Linked DNA regions of Sus scrofa: region 1 is linked to region 2. A link is a contact called in public HiChIP or PLAC-seq data. All regions are on one chromosome and are shown on one strand. The core of a region is the stretch at or near the end of the contact, and the rest is flanking DNA. Distances in the headings are between cores, read along the strand shown. Region 1 overlaps PCMTD1 (protein-L-isoaspartate O-methyltransferase domain-containing protein 1). Region 2 has its middle 41 kb from the start of PCMTD1.

Region 1 (5,276 bases), core at 2,715-5,214, 80 kb before region 2:
TTCAAGACTCAGGAACCAAGCCTGCTTTATAAAGTACACACAAAAAACATACATTTGTTTTGTTTTTAAAAGGTCACTTTACATTATATATTCTAATGTGGAGTGGTTTACAAAATCTTTTCCCATCTACCCTAACTGGGAGTTCACTATGACCTCCAATAGATAAATGTATATATTTAAGGGAATTTTATTTATTTATTTGCTTTTTTGGGCTGCACCCTCGGCATATGGAGGTTCCCAGGCTAGGGGTCGAATCAGAGCTACAGCTGCAGGCCTATACCACAGCCACAGCCACACCAGATCCGAGTCACGTCTGTGACCTACACCGCAGCTCACAGCAACGCCAGATCCTTAACCCACGGAGTGAGGCCAGGGATCATACCCAAAACCTCATGGTTTCTAGTCAGATTCGTTTCCACTGTGCCATGATGGGAACTCCGAGAGAACTTTAAAGATAAAGTTTAAGTCACGAGCGACATGACAATAGTTGTGAAAAATGAACTGATAAAACAGATCCAACCCAAAAGATAAATAATATTGGAAAAGCATTAGGTTTCAGCTGTCCTCACATAATCATGGATAGTCTGCTAAAGAATACACAAATAATAAAAATTTATTTTCCTGAGTTACTTTGTATTTTATTAATTAAAATATACATTTTGATGACCTGTGCACAATTAAATATAATAAAACTGCTTAGGAATGGATTTTTAAAAATCACTTTACATAGCGAGTTCTTCAAATTTAAAAACTCAAACTAGGAGTTCCTTTTGTGGCACAACTGAAAGGAATCCGACTAGTATCCATGAGGACACGGGTTCCATCCCTGCCCTAGCCCAGTAGGTGGGGAATCTGGCGGTGTTGTGGCTGTGGCCTAGGTTGGCAGCTGTAGCACTGATGTGACTCCTAGCCTGCAAATGAATCTCCACATGCTGCAGGTGTGGCCCTAAAAAGCAAAAAAAATTAAAAAAAAATTTTAAAAACTGGAAATATCATCCACAAACACCTAGAGAAATGGCAAAGAAATCAATGAAACACAAGAAAGGTAGGAAGAAAACCACTTTATCATTTCTATCGCCCAAACCAAATAACATAAAAATGCCGAGGTCACTGCTGTGGCGGGGGTCCGATACCTGGCTCAGGAACTTCCACATGCAGCAAGTGAAGCCCCCCCCCCAAAAAAGAGAGAGATGCTCAATGATTCAAAGTTCTTCCTTGAACTTGTTCTGCCTGATTAATGATTCAAAACTAATCATCTATATCTTTGTGTTAAAATATGATATGTATTATTATCTAATACATAATAGTTCTTAAAGTAGACCTTAAACATTTGCTCTTACCGATATTACTTTCAAATTTTCTAAGTTAATTGTATATAAAAGGTCTTATGTGTACATTGTTTCAATATCAAAATACTTAAAAACAGCAATTCAATAAATTCCACAAAACTCCAAAATTCTGATAAACAGCATAAGAAATATTCAACCCACACCTTAAGCACTTACCATAACACACCATGAGACAAATGATGAAGACACAAAAGGATACTACAACTGAATCCCAATTTTCTCTTAACTAAAATTATTTCATTTCTGTCAAATACCATGTTATTCTTGAAAACAATATGAACCAACACAGTAAGCATTTGAAAAATCATTAAAAATGTAAAATAAATGTTAGTGACTTATAAGGACAGCACAAATAAGACCAAGGATGCTGTTCAGCACACAGGCTGCTCAAATCCACTGAGTTGATTCTAGAACAAAATAAAGCTGAGAACATCCAACTCCCCCGGCCTAGCTGAGGTGTGTAACACCCAGTCACACGCACACAGGCAGACACGGGACTTCACTTTCTCTCGGCTGTAGCTCAGTGTTCTGCTCTCCCACCCACCAGGTCCACTTGCTGAGAACACAAACATATTGGCCACGAAGAGAGGCCGGAAAGAAAGGGGCCAGGGAAGCGGCTAAAGGGCAGAGAAGGGGGAGAGAGGGGAGAAACCCAGGCCCTTCCTGCTTCCTTCTTGGCACTGACTCTAGAAAAAGGCCTCAGCAGAGTTCCTGCTGGGGTGCAGTGGTGACGAAACCTGACTAGGATCCATGAGGATTCGGGCTCAGTGGGTTAAGGATCTGGTGTTGCTGTGAGCTGTGGTGTAGGTCACAGAAGTAGCTTGGATCCCACATTGCTGTAGCTGTGGTGTAGGATGGTGGCTGTAGCTCCTATTCAACCCCAAGGCTGGGGACTTCCACATGCCGAGTGCAGCCCTAAAAAGAAAAAAAAAGAAAAAAGAAAAAAAAGAAAAGCTGGAATCCATGCCCCCACCACCACCCCTTATCCCTCCTAACCACCCCCCAACCCTGTTCCTCACTCCGAGGCCAGGCCAGAGATGCGTGAGGGAGGCCCACACCCAACAAACTGAGCCACAACTCGGGATGGTTCAACACTGAAATGTCAATAAAGTGACTAAGTTCTAAGCTTGATTACTGCCCTTTTTAAACTTTTCTCTCTCTGAAAAGACTAGTTGAGAAAGGAACATGCCTTCCAAACCTTCCACAGTTTGACAAGAGTTCACAGCCTTTAGCAGAAGCCCCTCCTCCACAGTATTATCACTGCTGAATTTTAGGGACATTATGTACCCAACGGACGTCCCTGCCAGCTCAAGGACCAAAGCCTGTGCAGGTATTTCTTCTAAGGGAAAGAATGAGTTCCAAACAATGGTTTTATAAACAAACTTCTCCAGCATGGCCCTCACAAGACATACCCATATATTTCTATGATAACTTCCTCTGGATCTATTACTAAGTAACTGAATGTCTTTAAGAAAATCCTCTGCATGCTAACAGGTATCACCCTTATGCTACAAATAAAGAGGGCAAACTATTAAATTATTATCCCAAAGGTACAAAAAGCTCCCCAAAAGTATTCTAATGCCAATCTTTACATACCATCTTAAGAAAAGGTACCTGAGTAATGTTTAATGAACAAACACTGTCCCACTAATAAAGTGACAGCAGCACATGATTAAAACACAGAAGCTACTTCATTTATTAATTTACCATATACTTACAGAGTAAAAATTACAAGAGAATAAATTTTCTACTCAATTTTTTCTCTAATTGTACACCACACTGATTTGTGTATTCAATTGCATGATTCAGCATCAATGAATGAACAGTAGTGAGGAACAGACATGTCACATGTATGCACTTATCAAGGGCTTTCAAAGCAAAACTACGGGTGGGAATACTTACTTATCAAAGCTATCACTATTTTTGATGAAGCTCTCCAGTTTCTCCTTGGCATATTCCACCACATCTGAATGAAGCTCAATCCCATGATTTATTCCAAAAGGACCTGCAATCGTAGCAGTACCATTTATAAAAAAAATGTTAAGTATGTCTTTACAGAGCTCTTTTAATTATCTATCACAGGAGCATTTAAAGAAGGCTTGAAATATATGAATATCTGCTAGCCACAGATTTTAAAAGCTACATGGAAACCTACTCACATTGCTTTTTAAAAAAAATGTTCTCCCAAGGGTGTAACTTACCTGCCAGCACAATACTGCCAAAGAAATAATCACTCTTCTATCTCAAGTTTAAGTTATCTACTACTATATTTTCGTGTATTATTTGGTAGTTGTAAAATGTCTTAAACCATAGGCTGACATAGGTTATGATATAAATCTCTCACAGCACCCCACTCCCCAGAAAATGCCAAACTCCTCAGGGCTGAGCCCTCCTCTGCCTTTTGGAGCTCCAACTGTCCAGCGGAGTGTGATGACCAGGCACAACTGGTTTTACTCTCCTGTCCAGCCAACTTCACACTTTCTACTTCTCTGTGCACAAGGCAAGATGAGCAACATTCCAGGAATGAGGAAGAGGGGAGATGATCCTGGGACGGCTCCTTTTCCCACCGTGGTACTGGCCAAGTACATGCCCAACAGGACTCCCGTTTCCTATGGCTACTGTGTATCGTGCCTGCCAAGACCACGTGACAGTAACACACCACCTTATCTAGTTATCTCATTCCTCTCAAACTTCTGAAACTGAGTCAGTCAGATTTTCCACTCTACATTTTCCTTCTATTTTTGTCTTACTGTGAGATTGGTCTCCCAGGAAAAACTGTGTGTATGTCTGTGTGTGTGAGAGAGAGAGATTTTCTGTAACTGGTATGTATCTTAGGAACAACTTAATTGGATGTGCCCTCTACTTTTCATGAATGCTATTAAAAATACAACTTATATACCAAGTTCTACCAACCTCTAAAAACTTTCTAACAAAAAAAATCACAGCCCTCAATCGACGTTCTTGAATGTACAGGGAACACATGAAAATACTGGTTGGTATATAATCTAGGAACTACCTAACTATAAAAATTAAACCAAAATGAAGATCAAGCCAAAAGCAGATAAAGATAATGCTTTAACCTACTATATTTCTATTGCATGTGATTAGTATTTTTTAAAATAAACTGATTCTACTTGAAAAATGTATTCAGATAAAAAGACTAAATAAAAAGGCAGTTGGGAATTCCCATCGTGGCTCAGTGGTTAACAAATTCAACTGGGAACCACGAGGTTGTGGATTCGATCCCCGGCCTTGCTCAGTGGGTTAAGGATCCAGTGTTGCCGTGAGCGGAGGTGTAGGTCGAAGACGTGGCTCAGAACTGGCATTGCTGTGGCTCTGGCGTAGGCTTGGCAGCTACGGCTCCGATCAGACCCCTAGCCTGAGAACCTCCATATGCCACAGGTGTGACCCTAAAAAGACAAAAAAATATAAAAAATAACATGGAGATAATGTCCTTAATTATCATTAATAAACTGAAGAGCAATCAATATACTGAAAATAATCAAGAAGAATGCATTAATAGAAGATAGAACTTAAATGGCAACTTGACCAACATCTCATTTATTTAGGAAATGATATACAACTAGAACACAGAAAGCATATGATAAAAACAGAGTTTGAAGCTCTTCACTACAACTCATTTGACACCTGCATTAAATAGAAGAAAAAATAAAATACGGAAAATTTAAAAAGTACACACAGCTGCTTCCAAGGAAGGAGACCGAGAGGTCTGGGGTGGGAAGAAAACATTTTCACCATGACAACCTTTCTGTCCAAAGTGTGTCTTAACATAAGCATGTGTAACTTTCTTAACCAAAAAATGAGCTAGTCAAAAGGAATTTTTAAAAAATAAATAATAACATAAGACAATTCTAGCAAAATGTCACAAGCTGTCACTGGAAAAACCAGAAACAGCATCCAAAAGGA
Region 2 (5,144 bases), core at 44-2,543:
ACCCTCTGGACAGGTCAGCAGTGTCTGCCTGAGGGCAGGGGACTGGCCCACCCTCTCCCTGGAGAAGCTTGGAGGTCAGAGATGTTCATGTTCCCCTGTAACTGGGGAGCCTGGAGAGGTCGCGGTGTTTTACACTCATAGCCAACAATGAAGTTTGGTTTGGTTAACCATGGCTTTATGACAAACAAGACAACTAGGTAAGAAAAGTCCTCACTCAAATAATGAGTGTGATACCGGAAAGATGGTGTTGGAAATTACAATAACTCTGGCTCGGGTCGTCAGTGTCAGAAAGTGAGACACCTGGACTAGGAGAAACCTCGACAAGGCTCTTTACTTCTGCAGAAGGGTGCGGGCACTCCAAAAAGTGTGCACGCCGAACAAAGGACCCTCCCCTATTTATCCCTAAAGCAGGTGATTTACCTGTCCCCTTCCCATTGGTCAGGTCAGGGCACACACTCTTCCCCGTTTGCTAATTTGAAACACATTGTTACTGGGAGAAGAGGGAAAGGGGAGGGGTGGGGGTCACAGGAAGGCATTTCCCCGAAATGGAGTAACCAAGATTTCCGTCGTGGCTCAGTGGTTAACGAATCCGACTAGGAACCATGAGGTTGCGGGTTCGATCCCAGGCCTTGCTCAGTGGGTTAAGGATCCAGCGTTGTCGTGAGCTGTGGTCTAGGTCACAGACAGGGCTCGGATCCCGCGTTGCTGTGGCTCTGGTGTAGGCTGGCAGCTACAGCTCTAATTTGTCCCCTAGCCTGGGAATCTCCATGTGCCATGGGAGTGGCCCTAGAAAAGGCAAAAAGACAAAAAAAAAAAAAAAAAGAAAAGAAAAGAAAAGACATTATGTTACTTCCCACAATGGTACTGGAATCCAGGTTCTTATTCATGGCAGTGGAAGAATGAGCTCCACGAACACACAGGCAGCAAGCAAGCAAAGTCTTTATTAAAGGCAAGCAGGTAGCTCCCAGGACAGCTGGGAGGGGGGAGAAGAGCCCCCTTTCTCTATTGTCCTATAGGGGTTTTTATTCCTTAAAGATGGTGTTAAGGCAGTTGCCCAGCAGCCCTGCGCCACAGCCTATCAGCTCTGGAGACAGCCCTGTGGCTATAGTGTACCAGCTCCAGCAGCTCTGTGTGGCTGCAGTGGATCAGCTCTTCTACCTGGTGAGAAACCAAGCGAGCACACGCAGAGCTGGAGAACTCAGATTTATTACGTCGGGGGGCTCAGAAGAAGGAGATGGCTGTCCGGAGTCTGAGCCCCGAAGAGGCTTTCACAGGACTTTTATGGGCTCCCTCTTCCGGGTCCATGCTTGGCTGGTCAGACTGGACCGGAGTGAGGTCAGGCAAGGTAGTCAATGCGGAAACAAGTTTACAGAAGCAGCTGTGTGGGGGAGGGGTGTTTGGGGCAGTTGGCTGGACTTTGCTTAGTCATCATGGCCGGGGTCTCTCCTTTCTACCTTTTTATCGGGACAGTTTCCTCCTACAGTGGGGAGGGTACCAACGTGGGGTCCAGAAAGATGTGGTTTTTCTCCCATTGGCCTTGTTCAATTACCTATATCAGTCCTTGTCTAATAGGGCTTTTGGAGTTGGAAATGTCCTGAAAGTTCTATGATTTTTTTTTTTCCTTTTCTTTCACCATCCCTCTCATTCCTTTTTTATCAGTTGAGGAGTGGGCTAGAGATTCTCATTTTCTATAATAAACAAAGTCTGTAGGGAATGCGCATTTCTTATAATAAAACAAGGCCTGTGGAGATGTTACTCCCTGGAGCCCTTCAGCCACAAATGTTAATCAATAGCCATATCAAAAGACTATGTCAGAGCCCTTGTTCCTACCCTGACTACCTGAGTTAATATTCTGCCTCAAGTGGACACGCAACAATTACTTCCACAGTTATTTCAGCTGGTTCCTCTATGATTTGAAATTTCAGTGACTTTTTAGGTCTTAGCAACAAAGTTAACAGAAACATTGAAGCCACAGACTGTCAGCTTTCATGGACAATAGAGTCCAAAACGGTGCCCTCGGTCATCGCAACTGTTCAGTGGCCTTTAGGACCAGCGAGCTCTCAGGATAACACAGAGGATATTTCCATGTCACAGGATTGTCACATGAGCTTTTTCCAAATATAAGTTCACCCCTTTGCCAAGGTGCCGTGATGTGATAGCTAAACGGCTCTGGTATTAAGAGCAGAGAGGACAGTAAGATCGCAGTTAGGAAGGAAGCTTCCCATACACGTGCCTTAGACCTAGGTGTGTGTGGCCGTCTCCCAGAGGTCCCCATTTCAGCCCATTTCAGGAAACTTAGACCTCACAGGGGGTGCTTTTCATTAGATAAGTAAATCCCAAGTCTTCTAATTCATTCACGTGCTGCCTTTCACAGGGTAGTGTTCTGCATCTGGAGATGGGCCATGCTATTGAAATAGGCTATTAATTCTGTTTCCATCAGGATCCACTCCCATCAAAAAAGTTCTGGCAAATCTAAGACTCACAGTGGCCTTTCCAGCCCTAAGCCAAAGCCAGAGCAATGCAAGATCCTTAACCCACTGAGGGAGGCCAGGGATCCAACCTGCATCCTCATGGATACTAGTCAGGTTCTTAACCTGTTGAGCCACAGCGGGAGCTCCTCTTCATGCTTTTTCTTCCTCCTCCTCAGTCTGGATCATCTTTTTTTTTTTTTTTTTTTTTTTTTTTTTGGTCTTTTTAGGGCCATACCTGTAGCACATGGAGGTTCCCAGGCTAGGGGTTGAATTGGAGCCATAGCCGCCAGCCTATGCCACAGCCACAGCCACAGCCACAGCGACACCACATCTGAGCAGCGTCTGCGACAAACACCACAGTTCATGGCAACGCTGGATCCTTAACCCAGTGAGTGAGGCCAGGGATCGAACCTGAAACCTCATGGTTCCTAGTCAGATTGGTTAACCACTAAGCCACAACAGGAACTCCTGGATCATTTCCTTTGATTGTGTTCAAGTTCTGTGAGCTTTCCCCTGTCATTCAGACATACTAAGTGCCTCTAGTGAAATTTTCACATCAGTTTTCATAGTTTTTAGCTCCAGAATTTCTATTCAGTCCTTTTCCACAATGCCTCTCTACTGCTATCTTCCCATGTTGGAAAGGCCACATTATCATATGTGATTTTTTTAGAAATTATATCCTTGGCATTCCCTTTGTGGCTCAGTGGTAATGAACCTGACTGGTATCCATGAAGAATCAAGTTCCGTCCCTGGCCTCGCTCAGTGCGTTAAGGATCCAGCATTGCCGTTAGCTGTGGTATATGTCGAAGACGGGGCTCAGATCTGGCATTGCTGTGGCTGTGGTATAGGCCAGCACCTGCAGCTCCCATTTGACCCCTAGCCTGGGAACTTCCATATGCTGCAGGTAGCCCTCAGACCAAAAAAAAAAAAAAAAAAAAAAAAGAGGAAGAAAGAAAGAAAGAAAGAAAAGAAGCAACATCCTTTCGTTCTCTGACATCCACATCAGCTGATTTAAAGTCTTTTTCTCTGAGTCCAGCATCAGAGCTCCCTCAGGGATAGTTTCTATTGACAGAATTTTTTTTTTATGCAAAAGGCGATTTAACTAGAGAACTCCATATTTTAATTATACAGTTCTTAATAAATTGGAATATTGGTTCTCACTCCTGTCCATAAATTAGAAAGACTTAAGGCACCTAAAACGATACTGTTGACCAGGCTGCACCTCAGAAACCATAGACTTGAGATCTCTGTGGGCGGGGCCCCGAGTCTCTGCAGTAATAATTTAGGTATCTGAGCTTATCCTTATGCTCAGTGAGGGTTGAGAACTTCACAGCTTTGAGTCTGGCACTAATTGATTTCACCAATTTTTTGTGAATATTCAGAGAAAGAGGACCAAGGTCCAGATGGAGCAAGGACATAGGATGGATTATGCGGAAATCCTATGATTTGAGATGGATGAAGGTGAAAGGCTTCAGAGAAATCCTGAAGTTAGGAAAATGCTTCCTATTGATGTAAACATATATAATTTTATTTTTCTTTTTTGGCCGTGGCTTGCAGTGGCTTGATGTGGGATCTCAGTTCCCAAACCGAAGATTGAACCTGGGCTGCAGGGGTTAATGTGCTGATTCCTAACCACTGGACCACCAGGGAGCCCCTGTAACCATATGTAACTAACATTTCCTGAGCACTTGTCAAATCCTTTATGCAGGTTATTTAGTGTTAGTCTTTCCAGCACTCTCTCTGATAAATAACACTTTTATAAGCCTGATTACGTAGAAGAGGAAAGTAGGTCTTAGATAATTAGCTCAGGAACCTATTGCTAAGCAGATTGACTAAGGGGTAAACTTGGGTCCAGCTAAGCCCCAAACCTGTAATTTTGCTCACCCAGTCCCATTGTTGGCGGAAGTACTTGCTGTCAGCCAGTGTCTGTGGGCGCAGTGCCCAGGGACCCCTCTGGTCCTTTTCCCGCCATTTTTTTTTTTTTCAAGGATAATTATCCATGGAAATAGGTTTTTGAAATTTTTATAATGGGCACCAAGAGGGAGGTAGTCTTTTAGGGTCATTTTGTTTTAAAGGACATTCTACAGGTGTATGAATAGCAGCCTGGGGGTTGTGGAAGATTTTAGTATTAGGAGACCTTTCCAACACAGCCGACTATGTGATGTGGGGGAATTCACTTAATCATTCACAGCTTAAGATGAACTATGTCAACAGCATGGCCTCTAGGACCCTTTCCAGGAGGAATGTTGCCGAAACTGGGCTTCTGTCTGCTGGTGCTGAATAGAAACGTGGAGACAGAGTTTTGGGTGAAGGAGAAAAAGATAGCTTTATTGCTTTGCCAGGCAAAGGGGGCCATGGCAGCTTAATGCCTTAAAGATGGTGCCCCCTTTGGACGGGATTAGGAGGTGGTTTTACAGTTTGGAGAGTGGAAAATAGGGCTGCAGATAAGAATCAGGGTAGAGGCAAGCTTGCCATTGTCTTCCAAAGCTGGTGTTTCACGGCCCCCAGGATTGGTTGGTCCTCCCTCTTCCCAGAATGTAGAAAGCTCCATCCAGTAGTTCTTCCCTCTGTTGGGGGTTTTAGTTCTGCAGAAAGGCTCAAAAGTATTATGTATATTCCTTAAGGAGGAACTACGGCCCTGCCCCAAGGCTGCACTAAGGTTTTTTCACGGCC

What was found. HiChIP or PLAC-seq counts read pairs in DNA pulled down with a chosen protein or histone mark.
Region 1: an H3K27ac HiChIP or PLAC-seq map of skeletal muscle shows a contact between it and region 2. The contact joins two enhancer-like sites. A contact is called at or near these places in 2 of 5 promoter capture datasets (fetal liver and liver), 25 of 47 Hi-C or Micro-C datasets (adipocytes, alveolar macrophages, blood and 16 more) and 2 of 2 datasets of contacts at active chromatin or transcription factors (alveolar macrophages and skeletal muscle).

What each region holds. Positions count from the first base shown.
Region 1 is chr4:78,137,464-78,142,739 of Sscrofa11.1, reverse strand. PCMTD1 (protein-L-isoaspartate O-methyltransferase domain-containing protein 1) reads right to left here. Exons shown (of 6, transcript XM_021089409.1): 3 at 3,252-3,354. Among named protein-coding and RNA genes, the nearest start is that of PCMTD1, 41 kb to the right of the region's middle. Within about 2 kb of position 3,964, at least 10 of the 83 cell types and tissues checked have an H3K27ac peak or open chromatin away from gene starts, as enhancers often do. A contact at or near this core is called in skeletal muscle, where this site is marked.
Region 2 is chr4:78,055,085-78,060,228 of Sscrofa11.1, reverse strand. No RefSeq gene overlaps it. Among named protein-coding and RNA genes, the nearest start is that of PCMTD1, 41 kb to the left of the region's middle. Within about 2 kb of position 1,293, at least 6 of the 83 cell types and tissues checked have an H3K27ac peak or open chromatin away from gene starts, as enhancers often do. A contact at or near this core is called in skeletal muscle, where this site is marked.